Linked DNA regions of Hordeum vulgare: region 1 is linked to region 2. A link is a contact called in public Hi-C data. All regions are on one chromosome and are shown on one strand. Each heading gives the region's core, a stretch centred on a gene start, on an enhancer-like site or on the middle of the called end of the contact. The rest is flanking DNA. Distances are from core to core; before and after follow the strand shown.

Region 1 (2,700 bases), core at 199-2,698, 440 kb after region 2:
CAACAAACACTCGGTTGCAACAAAATTTTTGCAACAAGCAAATTGTTTCTGAAACTCGACCGTTGTTTCAGGAATTAACGGGTACAAAATTTATTTCTCGCAACAAAGCGAAAGTTTCTGCAACTCGGCCGTCGTTTCAGGAATGAAAGTTTCTGCAACTCGACCGTCGTTTCAGGAATTATATGGTGCCCGACTGAAGCGGATCGGACGGCTGCACGCGCGTAGATTGGGACGACTGCACGTACATCGGACGGACCTCCAGGTGGCGGATGCGTAGCAGCCCACTAAAAAAAGGACATCAACGAATTTTACGTGCATGTGGGCAGGTTAAACTAATTAAAGGAAAGAGATAGTCGCACCTAGAAAATAAAAGATAGATCGGCTAAATAGAGTTTGTCTCTTGTACGTTGTCAAAGGGGGTGCTACGCATCTACCTGCGGATGTTTAGTAAACATCCGCCACCCGGAGGTCCGTCCGATGTACGCGCTGTTGTCCCGATCTACGCACGCGCACCCGTCCGATCCGCTCCAGCCGGGCATCCTATAATTCCTATATAAACTTGAATACCATCTTGGTCATCATATAAACTCCTTGAACCCAACAGATGAACTTTAAAAAATGCCTATGGACAAATCCTATAAATGTAACTTAAGGCAACCATTAGTCCATAGGAATTGTCATCAATTACCAAAACTACATATGAAGATATATGCTCTAACAACTTATGTTCCTTTGTCGATTTATGGCTGGCCTCGAGAACCACCCGCCGACGAGGAGGAGGCAAGAGAGAGAGAGAGAGAGAGAGGAGTGGGGCGTGTGGGAGAGGGGAAATAGGTCAGCCGAGATAGAGGTTGTCCCCCGTTCGCACAAATGCCAGTTTCAGCGAACACTCATTTAAATCCGACGTGGCAACAACACCTGCTTCAAGATTCGTGCGCCACATCCCACGGCAACCCGCGTTCGCTGGAATCCTCAAATACCCGATGTCCGCGAGATAGCTTTTTCATTTTCTTTCTTTTTCTTGTTCTCCAACCCAACACAACAACCACCTTTTCGCACTCCACATCCGCCCATCTCCCTCCCCGCGAAGGAAGTATCTTCCTGGATCCGGTACGCCTACCAACACACGAGTGCACCCCCCTCACGTCACCGCTCAATCCACACCAAACCGCTCTTCCGCACCCCAGGCGCGTGTAATCCGCCACCCCTTCCGCACGCAGATCCGCCCACACGCCGCGGCGGAGCAGCCGAACTGCCCACCGCCTCGCACCCCGCTGTCGGTCTACCGATTAGACACCCGTGGCCCTCCCACTGGCAACCTGGCCCAGGCCCCACGCGTCAGGGACAGCAGCCGGACACCGCATCCTCCATCATCCATCTGATCGGATATCTTTTTGGTTACGGCTCCAGATTTTTTTCCTCCCCCTATAAACTCACTTCCCCCGTGCGCCTCCGTCGTCCTCCCCTCCCTCGCGAGTCCGAAGTCAAGGCGAAAACCCTCGAGGCGAAGCGAGAGTCGCAGATAGGGATAACCGCGAGAGTCGAGTGAGTGGGTTGGAAGGGAAGCCGAGATGAAGCTCAACGTGAAGACCCTCAAGGGCACAAGCTTCGAGATCGAGGCGACCCCCGAGTCCTCGGTACGATCCCTCTCCCCTCTCTTTCCCCTCTCCAATCGCGCGCGATTCGGCGCAATTCCCTGGCAATTGGCTTGATTCGGTGCGTCTCGGCGCGATTAGGGCGCGGCCTCGCACCGTGATTAGGCGCTCGTGCGGCGATGTCGCGTTTCTGAAAATCTGAATCTAGGGTTTAGTCGCTGCTCGGCTCTGCTGGTGTATGGGGGCAGGTGGATGTCGTGGTGCGGATCGGGCCCGACTTGGGTATTGGGGTTGTTGGGGCGCCGATGCCTGTAATTTTACATCGACTGGGTGCTCTGAATTGAACGGTTGAATACTGCTCGTTAGCAGCAGTAGTCGATATGTGCGGGATTTTTTTGGGAATTCTGTTATCTGCTGTAGCCAAATTGTTTGGGCCTGCAATGCTTGATGTTTTGCTTCACTAGTACTAACCTGTCGAGGGTTTGCTCCGTTTCACAGGTGGGTGAGGTCAAGAGAATCATCGAGAGTGCTCAGGGGCAGAATGTGTACCCTGCGGATCAGCTGATGATCATATATCAAGGAAAAATTCTCAAGGATGATACCACTCTGGATGCTAACAAGGTTGCAGAGAACAGTTTCCTTGTTATAATGCTGTCTAAGGTATTTGATGCTCCCTGTCCCGTTAGTTTGAATTTGAATGCTCAGTTCTCCAACTCTCAAAGAATTTTTGCCAGACCCTTGAGTGGTTTGAATGGAAATTGGACCGTTTTTGTATGTTACTAAGCTTGACATTGTAGCCTATTTTAGTCACAATGCCTGAATGCCATGGATGCATAGGTCATTGATGAGTACATTTTGTATGTTCTTAGTAATGTCTCCATTCTGCACTTCCAATGTTCTTTTGTCAAGCACAAAAGCACTTCTAATGTTCTTTTGTTTGGCACTTCTCAAATCATTAAAAGGTGGTGCTATAATCATAGGCATGCAATTATGCACTCTGTTACACATTCTGAATTTCCCTTGCATGTTTAATTCAGCCATTGTATTATGATGTGTTTCTAGTTTTTTAGCCTTCTAATTGGATGAATCAATAAATATTGGTCTT
Region 2 (2,700 bases), core at 20-2,519:
CCCTTCTTCCTACGGGGACCAGTGGCGATTCCACTAGGGGGGTTTCAATAGGCTGAAACTTACCCTCTAGAATTCCTATTTCAGCTAAATATACTATTTAATAATTATACGAAGGTGCTCAACATGTTAATTACAATGCATTTACTAATTAGGGTTGAAAAGTGATGTTTTGAGCCTACCCTTCAGTCCCATGCTAGACTCGCCACTGATGGGGACCACATATATTAGGACCAGCAATGCATAGTCTTTGGATTGATAATTCAGGTCATAGCTAGAAAGGGGAAAGTGTTTCAATCATTCACGATTGATCTAAGTAGAGATGGCTAAGATGCATGTTGCAATCTTTGTGCTGATTTTTAGAAATTGGAAAAAATATTAATGTTTGCGCCCATTTGCACTTTGGTGTAGATCCAAACACTAATTAATTAAACCAACGGTAGTAGTAACCTCTAAATATTAGTTTATGAAACTCATTCTATTCCCTTATATAAGGACAGTATGAAAAACATATTTCCCATCTATATAAGGTCACCAACAGTATTCGTGATAAAATTAATGATATTTGCTCGTACTGGTTATTTTTTTCTCAATTCTCCCTTGCATGCATGCAACATAATAATGATTCTGGTTGACGAAAAGAAAAACTGATTTACAAAGTAGTCATTAAATTTTATCTTGATACATGTAATCTAAATTTGTAACATTAAATAAAGGAATGGAGGGAGTACGGTTACCTTATTTAATAGAAATCCTTCTAAAATACTGACTTCGCGAGTTTGTACCACTTTTTTTAACCCCTTCTGGAGTTTTGCCACATTCTATCTGGTGGGATCCACTATTAGTTTGACTTGACTTGCTGAGTCAATTTCTGAACACTTTTATTTTCCCCTTAGGTTGGCAGTGAATTTTAATGGAAGAGAACTTTTTGTATGGAAGAATGCAAGAGAAGCCAGTCAGTCTGAGAATGACCTTTTCCGTTCTCGGTCATAGCGGGTCCCACTGCCAGCGACGTAGCAAAACCATAGCAACCGCGAGAGCCTCTGGGAAACGGAATGGGCCTACCAGAAATCCAGCATGAGCCAATCACAGGCCTTCTCGCTGGATGCATACTCCCCACCAGCCAATGAGAACGCAGATAAGGCCCGCGGGTTCGCCCGATAAACGCACCAAAAGTGCAAAGTACACACGACGCGGTCCCACAAGAAAAGCGTACGTACAAGCCGGGGGCCACCTACTCGGCTACGCCCCTTCTGCTATAAACCTAGACCCGCGATATTTTCGCCGCAAATTTAATTTGGCACCTACACAGTACGACTGCAAGCAGCCAGTGCGCGACGCGGCGGTGAAACGGAGTAGCTGGCTGGTTTGGTGCGCTAGCGCGGCTTTGGTTTTCATTTGATGAGCTGCTCGGGGAAGGCCGCGGCGGACGGCGCCATGGGGAGCAAGGCGGCGCGGGCGTGCGACGGCTGCCTGCGGCGGCGGGCGAGGTGGTACTGCGCCGCGGACGACGCGTTCCTGTGCCAGGGGTGCGACACCTCGGTGCACTCCGCGAACCCTCTCGCGCGGAGGCATGAGCGGGTGCGCCTGCGGCCTACGTCGCCGCTGGCCCCGCGGGAGAGGCGCCGCGGCGACGAGGTCGTGCCGGCGTGGTTCAAGCGCAAGGCGCGGACCCCGCGCTCTCAGGCCAAGGGCGTCGGACGTCTTCTCTCGAGGCGGCTCGTCGTGCCGGAGTCGTCCGGCGGGGAATCGCCGGAAGAGCACAAGTGTGACGTGGAGACCGACGAGGAGGAGCTTCTGTACCGCGTGCCCATCTTCGATCCAGCCCTCGCGGAGCTCTGCTCGCCGCTGTCTCTCGAGGAAGCGACGGCGGCCGTTGCGTCATGCTGCAATGAGGATGGTGTCGTCCTCGAGAACCCGACGAAGCCAACAACCGCGATGCCGTCTCCGGCGGCGGTTGAGTTCTTCCCCGACAGCCTCGTAAACTTGGGCCCCACGGACGCCGAGCTCATGGAGTTCGCCGCGGACATGGAGGCCCTTCTTGGCCGGCCTGGCATGGACGACGGCAACGAGGAAGAACCGTTCTGCATGGAGGCATTGGGCCTCATCGAGCCGATGGACGTAGAGGGCGGGCGAGTCAAGCTGGAGATCGACCCCATGCGAGCGTGCGGCCTCGAGCAGAAGCCGGAGGTGTCCGGCGATATGTTCGACATCGACTTCGACTACCACTACGACTCGCCTCAGGGGACGCCGGACGAGAACGCGGGAAGCAGCGGTGCCAGTGCGGACGCCCAGTTCACCCCGAGGAGCCTCGCGCTCAATCTAAACTACGACGCCATCATGGAGAACTGGGGGAGCTCGCCGTGGGCCGACGACGAGAGGCCGAACGTGAAGCTCGATGACTGCTGGCCGCACGACTACTACTCGCTGCACGAGGGCGCTTGGATGATGGGAGGAGTGGTTGGCCATGGCGGGGAGGGGCTGGGGACGCCGAGGCCGAGGATGGACGGCGGCAGGGAGGCGCGGGTGTCGCGGTACCGGGAGAAGCGGCGGACGCGGCTCTTCTCAAAGAAGATCCGGTACGAGGTGCGCAAGCTCAACGCCGAGAAGCGGCCGCGGATGAAGGGCCGCTTCGTCAAGCGGGCCAACGGCGCCGGAGGCGGCGTGCCCGTCGCCATCGCCACGGCGTGCGTCGCGTAGCTG

Evidence for each region. A called contact is a pair of places that touch in the nucleus more often than the background predicts.
Region 1: a contact with region 2 is called in a Hi-C map of seedling, with 4 times the contacts expected there. The contact joins the promoter of LOC123407404 here to the promoter of LOC123409306 in region 2. A contact is called at or near these places in 1 of 6 Hi-C or Micro-C datasets (seedling) and 1 of 1 datasets of contacts at active chromatin or transcription factors (embryo).

Annotation. Positions count from the first base shown.
Region 1 is chr7H:114,814,641-114,817,340 of MorexV3_pseudomolecules_assembly, forward strand. It overlaps LOC123407404 (ubiquitin receptor RAD23d-like), which reads left to right and starts at 1,449. Exons shown (of 13, transcript XM_045100525.1): 1 at 1,449-1,637; 2 at 2,094-2,255. The coding sequence starts at 1,572.
Region 2 is chr7H:114,375,043-114,377,742 of MorexV3_pseudomolecules_assembly, forward strand. LOC123409306 (zinc finger protein CONSTANS-LIKE 16-like) reads left to right here and starts at 1,270. Exons shown (of 1, transcript XM_045102243.1): 1 at 1,270-2,700. The coding sequence starts at 1,399. The coding sequence ends at 2,697.